Linked DNA regions of Mus musculus: region 2 is linked to region 1. The links are chromatin contacts, called in public ChIA-PET maps. All regions are on one chromosome and are shown on one strand. The core of a region is the stretch at or near the end of the contact, and the rest is flanking DNA. Distances in the headings are between cores, read along the strand shown.

Region 1 (6,134 bases), core at 2,614-5,113:
CGAGTGTATATTTGTTGGATTTGACTAAGAACCTCTAATTTGTTCATGTACAGTTGGCATCCTTTCATTCTGGGTGATGACTGCAACTTATATATTATGTGTCCAACAGCTGATTAAAGTGCTAAGCAGCGGTAGGGCAGAGAGAGAGAGACAGAGACAGAGAGAGACAGAGAGAGACAGAGAGAGACAGAGAGACAGAGAGAAAGAGACAGAGAGCCCAATCCTTCTGAGCGTTCCTTGTCCCGGGAACCCCCTACAGGGATGATTTTTCCCCACCCTCTTTCTCTGTCTGTTCCACACTGAAAGCATGGATGAGTAAGTCCCTCTCTCTCCCTCCCTCCCATTCTCTCTCTCTCTCTCTCTCTCTCTCTCTCTCTCTCTCTCTCTCCTGCCACCTCACAAAAGACTCTACCCTTACATTTTCTTGGCAACGACTACATTTCTTGAACAAAATCTATGTTCTCTGGTTTGCAAGAAACACTAAGCTGAACCCAACACCTCTAACGTTCCAATACAAAAAGTCCTCCTAGCTTGAGGCCCCACCATCCACTGAGGCACAGCAGGAGTAAGCAAGCTATTACGATTCTTGGGCTGCTTCGTTTATCCACAGTGCCAGCTACAGCCTGCGTGACACTCAGTGGTGGCATCCCTCCTGCACGACTGGGCACCACAGATAACGTTCCCGATAAGTTAAAAATGGCCATGAAGTGGGAAAAGGAGGAATTCTATAATTGTTGTGTGTGTCGAAGGGAAAGACCACTTTCCAGAGATACAGAATTAACAATTCTCTTGATTTACCTCTCCACACAAATCAGTATTCCTCAGTAGGGAAGATGTTTTAATGTCTCCCCAAAAGGACATCTGAATAACAATAACAATAACAATAATAATAATCATTGAGAATAAATTTACTCAAATCTTGAAGTTAAATTGGATTTATTTCTATCTAGAAACTGCAATGTATCAATGTCTTCAAAGCAAAACCAAATCCCCCTCCCTAAGAATGCTTCACTTGCTCAGTCATTCAACAGTCAGTCAGTTTCCATGAACTTACCATCCACGCTGTTGCAACATTGTTCACTTCAAGGAGTGAGATGGTGTGCAAACACACACACCACAGGACCTTGTATGTGGGAAGCCATAAGCAAAAGCAAATTTCCTTTTATTTCTCAAAGAATTACCCTTGAACTCATTGATCATGCAAACAAACATGCAATCAAAAGAACAGGACCTGTTTCTGATCCGTTGTCATTACTTCTTAGGGCCCACCTTTTCCATTGTTACACATTATGACATTTAGTCACAAGCTACCAAGCCAGTGTGAACAAGCCACACTCTAGACAGAGTCGTGGGCTGTGACCCTCGGTTCACCATTTATTTTACTGTTGTTGTAAAAAGGAAGAGAAAAATGTCAGTGAAGTATTCTAGTGTTAACAAGATATATTAACTACTGTTGTTTATTACCAAGACCAAAAAACAAAATCTAAACTAATAAACAATAACAACAAACTAACAAATAATAACCCGTGGAAGGAGTGATTTATTTTGGCTCAAGGTTACATACAGTCTATCATGACATGTAGGCATAGTGGCAGGAGCCTGAGACAGATGGTTACAGCCCAAGGCAAGGCACAATGGACACTGGTGACCTACACACTCCCTCCTTTTTATTCAGTCCTGGGCATGAGCCTATGGAATGGTACCCCCAGTTTGCAAGCAGATTAACCTATCTCAGTTGAAGCTCTCTGCAAACACCCTCATAGACACGGCCAAAGGTATGTCTCCTAGGTAAGTCTACATCTGGGCAAGCTAACAACCAATATTAACCACCAAGTCTGTTATATCCACACAGAGTCACACATGCACAAACTTGGGTAGGAAATGTTTGCTAAGATAGGTAAATAGCTTTACAATTACTTATTGCCTCCTCTGGTTGTTTTATTGAATATAACTTTTATTTATGAGCAATAATTTATACAATTGTGGATAGCCTTAAAGTCTATTTCTAGTCCAGCTTACAGAAATAAAATTTATATCTCCTTCCTTCCTTCCTTCCTTCCTTCCTTCCTTTCTTCCTTCCTTCTTTCTTTCTTTTCTACTTGAGTTCCAAGACCAGGTCATGTATAGAGGGGAAGCCAATTTGAGGTATCTGTTGCCAGGTAATGCCTTTCATGATCCATGCCAATTGTGACTGCCCAGTCCATACAGATCAAGAGACACCTAGAATGAACAGACTCTTGTGTAAACACAGATATGAAATGATTTGCCATCGACAATGTTTTAAAACTCAGCTCTGACCTCTACTGGCCACGTTATTAAAATACCACAGCAAGCATCCAGAAATGGTCTTTTATTTCATTCAGTCTTTTTTTTTTTTTTTTTTAAAGATTTGTGTATTATTATAGATACACTGTTGCTGTCTTCAGGCACACCAGAAGAGGGCATTAGATTTCATTACAGGTGGTTGTGAGCCACCACGTGGTTGCTGGGATTTGAACTCAGGACCTTCAGAAGGGCAGTCAGTGCTCTTACCCGTTGAGCTATCTCACCAGCCCCATTCGATCATTTTTAATTTAAAAAATTTTTCTTTTGATATCTATTCGTCTTAGGTTAGCATACATAGTTCATAACATGCATAGTTTCATTGTGATATTTTAAAATATACATGTCAGTGTACTTTGTACTTAATTACTCCCCTCCCACAATGACATGACCCATATTCCTGGCCCCTCCCTGGATGGTTCCCCTCTTTCCCCAGGTAGTGCCCCCTCGTGTATTCACTTAAATGCTTTGTATCAAAAATAAATAGATAGATAGATAGATAGATAGATAGATAGATAGATAGATAGATAAATAATTTATTATGAATACTTTTTATCTCTCACATTTTATAAATAGGGATTATAGTGGAAAAATGTTTTCTATCTTAAAATTTGCTAGGAGAAACATGCTGCAAACATTAAAAAGCTTAATGCCAAGTACAGCTGTTCTCTATCCTGTGTGTGTGGGGTCAAATATCAGATATCCTGCATATCAGAGATTTATATTATGATACATAACAGTAGCAAAATTACACTTATGAAGTAGCAATGAAAATAATTTTCTGGTTGGGGGGGTCACCACAACATGAGTAACTGTATTAAAGGGTCACCAGCATTAGCAAAGTTGAGAACCACTGTCCTACTATATTAGAGGGTAGAAAGTGCTTCATACACTTTATTTTTGGTTTCTTTGAGACGGGATGTCATGTAACCCAGGCTGTCCCTGAATTTCTGATTCCCCCACCTGCACCCCCAAGAGCTGGGACTACAAGCATGCACCACTACATTTGACTTAATATGTGATTTTTACAAAGATAAAAAGAAGGGCCATAAAGAGAATGAGGGAGTAACAATCTTAACAATGTGATCTCCCTCCCCCTGCCTCCCCCTCTCCCTCCCGTTTCTCCCTTTCCCGGTCCCCCTTCCCCCACCACTTCCCTTCTCCCCCTCTCTTCTTTTTCCCCATATCACAAATTAATTAAATAACACATTCTAGAGGCAATACCCTTTTTCTCTGGTAGTTTCTGCAGGTTTTGGAATCAGCCAGACTTGTGTTCCAACTCTGTCAGCCTTCGTCACAGAAAACAACCAAAACAAAACAAAATATCATCGACAACAGCAAAGAACATAAAACAAACAAACAAAAAGTCCCAAGTCCTCCGTAGCTTAAAAAGCAAACGTTTGTACAAAACCACATTGAGATAGCACCTCCCAGGCATCAAGATGACTCATAAAAGAAACACATAATGGGTCAGTAAGGATGTGGTGAGCTTTGCTGGTGGGAGACGAGCTGTTGTAGAAAGCACCAACATAAGAACAGAGTTACCATATGATCTGGCAATCCCATCTCTCGATGGAATCGGAAGCGGGGACTTGAAGTGAGTTCTGCATAGCTAGGCTCACAGCAATGTTGCTGAGAGTTACTCACAGGAGGAAACAACCTACATGTGAAAGCATACACAAAACACAGTAGATACACAGCACAGTATGATTCTACATCAAATATACAACAGTATGAAGGAACTTAGAGGACATTGCACTAGACAAATCAATCACAAGAAGAGAACGGCTATGTAAGTCACGGCGTGAGAACCGTTACATTGATAGAGGCCGTCGTGATGAAGACGGTGCCCCAAAGGTGCTAGAGGTGAGGAGAAACAGGAAGTTTCTGTTCAATGCATACAGAATTTCCGTGTCACAGGATGAAATGATAAGAAAATTCGGTGGCGATGGGTGCACAAGATAAATGCATTTTGCACCAAGCTGTACGCTTAAAAATTGATAAGATGATAGATTTTTATGTGTATACATTTTTACCACATTTAAAGCCTTTTAAACATTAGAAAAATAGAAGTGGCTGGAAAACATTAAAAACAAAGGTGTAGGGACTGCAGAGATGGCTCACTGGTTGCCTTTCCAGAAGATCTGGGTTCAGTTCCCAGACCCAACCCAATCAGCCAACAACCTCCAGTTCCAGGTGATCTGGTCCCTCTTTTGCCTTCCTCGGGCACTGCACGCAGATGATGCCCAGACACGCATGCAGGCAAAACACCCATACATGTAAAATAAATAAAATAAGATCTCAAGCAACAATATTTAAAAGACACAAAAAACATCTATTCATCTCATGAGCTGACCATAGATAGGTCAGCTGTGACTGATAAGCTCAACTCCTCTGTTAGGGATTAGTTCAGTGACCCATGTCATCTTCCAGGAGCTGGAGCTGAGGGAGGAGGCTTTGTGCTTTGGTAGAGACCGTCAGTGGTAAGGCAGACCTAATTGAAGTCACTCAGGCACATATTCATTCAAAGCACACCCTACTGACCAAAGAAAGCCCCATTGGTCAAGACAAAGAAGCTATTGGAAGCCCAGAAGTATGTCTTTTGCATACACAGGAAAGGGGAGCAAAGGCTGGGGAGGATGAATAATTTAGAATCAATAATTCAATAAAAATTGAATGAGTCACCCCCTGCCTTGCAATTTTCATGATCTGTGCCGATTACCAGTAGCAAATTATTTATACTGCAATTCACACATGTCAAGAGACACATAGAGTAAACAGATCCTGTGTAGATACAGGGGAAAAAGCAGTTGGCTGTCCAGGAAATGTTATTTGTCCACCTGTGAAACAGCAGTAAGGACAAGGATATTCTTCAGAAATTCACTTCGACTCAATTCTTTTGTAGGCTTAAAGAACAGTCGGGACCTGAAATTCAAGAAATATAGCGTAAGCTACTGTTCTTGAGCTATTTTACTACGACTTGAGTCCTGCATAAAATCAGACAGCTGTCTAAAACACCGCCGTGGTTCTTTCCCGTGGTAAAACATAGCCAATAGGTTAAAGTATTTATTAAAGGCATATTTCCCGCCTCTAAAGCTGCTTTTCAGTACAAACAGCAGGTGGCGCTCGACAACAACTTAAGATTGGAATTCCAAGGTTATTTTCACTTCCTGTTCCTTTATAAAGCAGAACTACAGCCTGTAATAAAAAAATAAAATAAAGTAAAAAAAAACAAACAACAGCATAAACCAAGGTGAGAACCTGAGTCTTTATGACCTTGCATCAAAAGGGAGGGCCCAAGAAGCCTGGTGAGTGACCGGAATTTCTAAAGTTTGTCTTTGAAACTTGGAAATCGCTTTCCTTCTGAGCCCAAGGTGTGAGGCTGTAAGAGCAGCGCGCTGTCGAGGGAGGGTATATCTACCTGCCATGCATGGGAGCAAGAGTGGCTGACAAGGGGAGATTCGCTCAGGAAGCTCTGATACTAACTCAGGTTGTTCACATCCTAGGGCCGAGGATGGAAGATGACTGTAGTAAGCAGATGAACGGATAATTTAGCACGCATTTAAGAGAGAGAGAGAGAGAGAGACAGAGACAGAGACAGAGACAGAGAGACAGAGAGACAGAGAGACAGAGAGACAGAGAGACAGAGAGAGACAGAGAGAGACAGAGAGAGACAGAGACAGAGAGAGAGTTAGTTGATGCTCCAGGCAAGGCCTCGGGGGTGGAGTGGCCAGTGGTGGACTGGGAAAGCACCCTGTCCGAGGCAAAGGGGAAGGGGGAGGGGTAAAGAACTCTGAGATGGGGAGGGGAGC
Region 2 (6,134 bases), core at 1,080-3,579, 210 kb after region 1:
ATCCATCTAAAAATAAAAAGTAGTTTTTCACTCTTTCCTCATTTTGGAACCCTGCATCACTGAAGGCCATAGCTACTTTAAGGCAAAGGTCTAGCACAGAAGGCAATATTCAGCTTCCTTTTACTTAAAATGTAAAAGAATGACTTTACATTGACTTTAAAAACGTTACTATTTTCCCCTGAACCTCTGTACAAATTATTCCTCTTGCAAAAGAAGGAAGCAAAAGGGACGAAGGACGGGCTTGGGGGTGCCTAATCTTAGGAGGTAGCAGAGGCAGGAAGATGAAGAGCTCAAGGTCTGTATCTTCTACACGGTGAGGCCAGCCTGGGTTCTAGGAAAGCCCACACACAAAGAAAGAAAGAAAGAGAAAGAGAGAAAGAAAAAGGGAGGGGAGGGAGGGAAAGGAGAGGAAAAGAAGAAAGGAGAGAAGAGGAGGGAGAAGGGGAGGAGAGAAAGAGGAGGAAGAGAAGCTGTTGAAAGGAAATACAGCCTATGTAAAATTGTTAAATCCTGTAAGTCCTGTCTTGGAGGTTCTGGTAAACCCACTAATAAAACATCAGGACCTTGCTATAAAGTGAATTTTTCTTCTTCTTTGTAGATGGGAAAGCAAGCTCAGAGATGATAAAGGATGAGGATAAGCTGATAAAGTTATTAGCAGTGGCTGTGCCACATTTTAACTCTGTGAGTGTCCGTGTCTGCTTAACTACAGGACATCAGCCTTTATGTTCTTAATCTACCTGCTGTCAGTTTGTAAGGAAAACTAAATGCAAATAATTTCATCACCATATTTAATATTTGTGAGGGCTAACCTTCCTAGTCACTGACCCAATCATTTTTAAGAGAAAAAAAAATATGCACGACTAGTAGACCCTTCCCCACCCCCCACTTTCCTACACTCTAGTTCCCTTCCAAATGACTGTCCTAAGGCTGGCTGTGATGACAAGTCCTTGACATCCTAGGATACAGTGGGAGGCTCAGACAGGATGATAAGAAGTTCCAGGCCAGCCTTAGCTACAGAGTCGGGTCTAACTGCAGGAAATAAGATAGCAAGGCAACAACAAAGACCAAATGACTGGCATGGAGCAGCACTTAGTGCTGTGCCACAAAGGCTCCTCTGCTTTGGAATGGCACTCATTCCCTGCCCAAGACTGAGAGCCCATTCTCCACGTCCTACCCTAGTCCCTAATCAAAGAGTTGAATGTAACCGCCCGAGGAATGAATGGCTTGATCTACTTACAAACGTGGCTGAGTTTTTCAAAATCTCAGCCAAACGGTGACAAGAGAGGTGCCAGAATGTCACGTGGCTCTCAACCATGACCTTGCTATGTCTGCGGAACCTCAGCAGAGCTCGTCGCTCTTGATCGAATAGCATCCAGTTCCCATAAGAGAAACTAGTACAGTTCACAGAGCAGAAAACCTGAGGCCAGTCGGCTGTGAGGCTTACTCAGGGGAACGACAAGACTTTGCCCGGCAGCAAAGACTGAGCCTCCACCACACATCCTGGTAACTCGCTCAACATTATAAATTTAGTATTCCTGAGCTGTAGGTCCCTTTGGCTGAATATCAAGTGCATTTAAATCATTAGACTGTCTGGAACTGGAAGCATTTCACAGTAGTAGAGAAGTCAAATGAATATAGAACAAAGTTTTATAAGATCAGGGATTTCTGTCAATGAACTAACTACAGCAACCAAAAATCCTCCATCATACTTTACCTGAATGCTTACACTCCCTAAAATGAACTTCACTAGTTTTCTTTGGAGACACTGGTCTGTACCCTTAATAGTAAGTTAAACATCCAGGGGATTGTCCTTTCCGGATCCCAGACGCTACTGACCACACCACTCACCCATCACATACTGGGAAACAGGGCTGTGCACACAGCTCGCATGTTCACAAGGCAGCGAGGAGAATTGAATCAACTGACCCACAGGTAAGGCCACAGTGGCTTCTGTCAAGGGCAGGACATTTCTTTTGTGCTTTGCTTCACCTCAAACTGGAGTGGCACGGTTTTGTTTTAGTTGGCATTTTCAGGGTGTCTACACCCAATACGTGTTTAAATGTATATATGCAATATCCTAAGTAAAGACTGGATTTCAGTACTGACTCATGGGTCTGCAAAAGAAGTGGCTCCGATAAATACCTAAACTGGAAAACAGGAGAAGTGAACCAGGAACTTGACTTAATAAGACGCTGTATTCTCCAATCTTTCTGTACTCTTTAAGATACAGCTACTAAGAAAAACAGTGGCAAATGGACCTAAGAGTCGACAGGGGCTGGGGGTGGGGCGCTGGCAGGAAGAGAAGCCAACTCAACAGCGGTGCTCAGCTTCCAGAGCGCCAAGGCTTCAAAGTTACAGCGCTACTATTCTAAGTCAGTCTTAAAGGATGTTATCAGGAAGACAGTCTATTTAGAAATTTAAATTTGATTTGATTTTCATTGCTGCATATGTGAGGCGGTTTAAAATTATACCCTTGTCAACCCAGGAAAATCTACAGTTCTTTGACAAAAAGGATTTGTGTAGGAAAAAAAAAAATAATCCGCCTCCGACCTTTCGCCGATTCATAGTCATGGCTGGACTCCACCCCTCCTCACACAACTGTGGTTTTCACAGGATGAAGAGGCCTCTGAAAACTATTGGTGTGTGTGTGTGTGTGTGTGTGTGTGTGTGTGTGTGTGTTTTAAGTGGGGCATGAGCGAGCACTAGAACGTGGAGGGAATGCAGAGATAACATACAGCAAAACTTTAAAAGGTTCATTATCTTCAATTTTAGAAATGAATTTCGTTCTCTCATTAGCACTGGTTCATGAGCAGAGTTATAAGGTTCAGCTATCTTCAATTAAAAAGAATCAGGGAGACAGAGAGAGACAGAGACAGAACTGGATATATTCAGAAAATGTACTTCTCTGTGTCCATGTCTGGCCACTGTAAGCAAGCTAGCTAGGCTCCAAACTCAGAGGCACACTGTGCCGGGATGGCAGGTCTGGACATTCTACCTCGTACACTGCACACCTCCACTACGTGCTGGCCCTCGAAAGAATCTTTCTCACATTTTACACCCACTGTGACCCAAAGAAACTGACCAACCACTCAAGGGCAGGCTTCATAATCAAGAGAATCAAATCTTCTATCAAAGGAGGGGAACAAAGAAGTAGCTCGCTAACCAAATGGCAGTTCTTCTCATGAATACCAAGGCACCAACAGGGAAGGTATTTCAATCCATTCGAAAACAAAAACTACACTGAATAAATACATATTATCTTTGCTATATCTCAAAAAAAGGATTTATGTCTTATCACTATTTATAAAACCCACCTTCCACACTTTCTGTATTTTATCAGGTCTTTTGACATACATGAGACATACTTCCTTTTAAATGCAAGTGCCGGTTAGGCAAGCTAAAAGTGGATGTAAATCAGAATGCTTCAAGCCATTCGCTTGCTCTTTAGAATGTGATTACTGCCTATATACATATACGTGTGTGTGTCTGTGTATGTGTGTGTGTGTAGGTGGAGGAGTAGGAAGAGGGAGAGAGAGAGAGAGAGAGAGAGAGAGAGAGAGAGAGCGCCTGCCTCACCAAATGGAGGGCACATGGGGGTCAGGACAGGATCAGGTGTCAGTCCTTGCCTTCCACCTGGTTTGAGCCAGTCTCCTGCTGGCTGGCTCTTGCTTCTGCAGCCTTGCCTTCTCACCCTAAGGGACATGGGATTAAGAAATGACGTGGGCTCTATGGCGCTTGGCTTTCCAGGGATCTGGGAATTCAAACTCGGAGCCTCCTGACTGCACAGCAAGCCCTTTCCCCACTGAACCATTTCCCCAGCCCTATAAGGAAGATTCGAGCCTTCCCTTTTTTTCCTTAGTGTAACCAGTTAATTGAATAGAAGTCAGGAATAATATAACCGTCTCTTATGAACCATGATTGTACTACAGTGAATCTATTCATTAGACTCTGGCTGGGATTTTCTTCCGCGGAGTCAGGGGAATAGCTTGCATTGTTTCTGTGATAGTAATTAATGGAAAACAAAATGAACCTGTGTTTATTGAAATCTTTTCCAATTTTCAAGTATAGCACTGGAAAAAACCCAAACAACCCGAGAACCACCACAGGGCATATAAATATATAAGCCTGATATTCCATACTTGGGGCATTGATGTCTGTGAAAGGGTGTGGCATATTTGTCTCTGTACATTGATACTGTCCTTCAAAACCAGACTCTGCCTTCATGAACCCTGCATTTATTTTAAGATGCAAAGGTTACGTGTGCTGTGTTTTGAGTCTAAATGTTGGCTACAAGAAGAAGAGGCGTTATCGGTTCACGCAAAAAATTTATTTCTTTAAAATACTAATATTTAAAAGCCACCTTCTTTTAGAAGAGAGGATTTTAGAAGGTTCCTTGCTAAACATGTTACTTTTCCTTTACCACCATCATTTATCTGCACTGTAGGCAAATTTAACTGCCAGCTACAACATAAACATCTTCCTCCAACCTTCTCAGATAGATACTGGCCTTAGACTTTCCTCTGAGGCCATCATACAAGGAAGCACAATTAATTAAACGACACACCTGCATGTCCTTGCTCTAGCAATCCATAGCTTAAATGCTAAAACAAGATTTCAACTTACCCAAGTCCCCAGGCTTGGTGGTGATCTTTCAGTTAAAAAAAAAAAAAAATGAAACATCCGTCACAGAAGAAAACTCGTAATGTAGAGAGTCCTAACAGCTCAGTCATTTCTATTCCGCTATTCTAAAAAGCACTCTGCAGTCATTTATTCTACATCATAATTGAGAACATATTTGCCAAAAACCTAATGGACTTTTTTATTCATTTTAAATCATCCTGGCAAGAATTAGTAGATGCTGGAACAGGGGGGTTTTAAATGAATTCTTTCAAAAGAAAAGATGTAAAACCTTTCAAACAAGATTGTAAAGAAAACGAGTGCTAAGACTTACATAGCTTACCTTGCTGTATTAGAGATTAAAAGATTAATTCTTGAGGATTAGTTGAATTTTAAGAAGCATAATAATCAAATTATCTAACAAAAGTTGCATGGCAAAATGCTGAGTTTGCCACAGGAAAAAATTGCAGAGGTTATAGATATTTCAGCCATTGCAAATCAGAACAAGAGAACCTGTCTTCTGGGACTGGGGCTGAGGCCGGGCTGGGGCTGGGCCTGAGTTGGTACAGTGATAGCCAAGTATGCACCAAGCCAAGCCGGGTTCAGTCCCCAGCGCTATATAAACCCGGTGTGGTGGCATGCCTGTAAGCTCAGCTCTCAAGAATTATAGAGAGGAAGACCTGCATACAAGACCATTGTCACCGTTCAGACCAGTGTGAGATATGTAAGGTCCTGTCTTAAAACCAACAAAAGCCCAATGCAAAATATACCCCAGACAAGTTTTGAATTGGTGGCACAACGTGTATCTTTTATATGCATACAGGCTACTGTTGACAGAGCATTGCGGCACAACATAATACATTCTAGGGTACATTTTCCTAAAAGAAAGAAATATTCGCTCACAAATGCACAGCTTTTCATGGCAGCAGTAAAGAAATGCAACTTCTTAATTGACTTAACCTCAGCAGGTTGTAAATGTTTGTGTAACTGACTATAAACTACAAACCTAAAAGAATTACGAGGCATTTGGGGGTTCTCTCTTGTCATGTCCTACACCTGACAGGCACATGCAAATGCACGCACCTGTCCGAGCCACCTCAGTGGACTGATGGTCCACTTTCATCCCACAGTTAGCTGGCCGTACTGTTTGTCAGATAGTAGGTCCCAAAGCTGGAGAGATGATGACTCAGTACTTAAGAGCACTCGCTGCTCTTTCACAAGGACTGAATTCTTAGCACTCAATCTGGATGGCTCACAACTGCCTGTAGCTCCAGCTTCGGGGGATCGGATACTCTTTTATGTCCCCTAGGGCACCCACATATACCTGCGTACACGCATGCACAGGATCACAGACATACATATAAATAGGAAAACCTTAAGATGTATGTGAATATGTACCTCAAACTCAGTGGGATTTTTTTTTTAATGTAGAGTGTAACAGTAAATAATGTTGGGCAAAGTCTTTTCAGAGTACTGCAATCACAGGCTTTAGGACTATTTTTCTAATATGTAACTGC

The links. ChIA-PET counts read pairs in DNA pulled down with a chosen protein or histone mark.
Region 2: a contact with region 1 is called in an RNA polymerase II ChIA-PET map of memory CD8 T cells, with 9 read pairs. The contact joins two enhancer-like sites. A contact is called at or near these places in 10 of 484 Hi-C or Micro-C datasets (CD8 T cells, the MNK3 cell line, the N1E-115 cell line and 5 more) and 2 of 115 datasets of contacts at active chromatin or transcription factors (bone marrow-derived macrophages and memory CD8 T cells).

What each region holds. Positions count from the first base shown.
Region 1 is chr8:57,423,953-57,430,086 of GRCm38.p6, forward strand. No RefSeq gene overlaps it. Among named protein-coding and RNA genes, the nearest start is that of Gm34099, 24 kb to the left of the region's middle. Within about 2 kb of position 3,864, at least 64 of the 459 cell types and tissues checked have an H3K27ac peak or open chromatin away from gene starts, as enhancers often do. A contact at or near this core is called in CD8 T cells, Th2 cells, memory CD8 T cells and 1 more, where this site is marked.
Region 2 is chr8:57,635,477-57,641,610 of GRCm38.p6, forward strand. The region is part of intron 1 of Galnt7 (polypeptide N-acetylgalactosaminyltransferase 7); the gene reads right to left. Among named protein-coding and RNA genes, the nearest start is that of AW046200, 13 kb to the right of the region's middle. Within about 2 kb of position 2,330, at least 29 of the 459 cell types and tissues checked have an H3K27ac peak or open chromatin away from gene starts, as enhancers often do. A contact at or near this core is called in CD8 T cells, Th2 cells, memory CD8 T cells and 1 more, where this site is marked.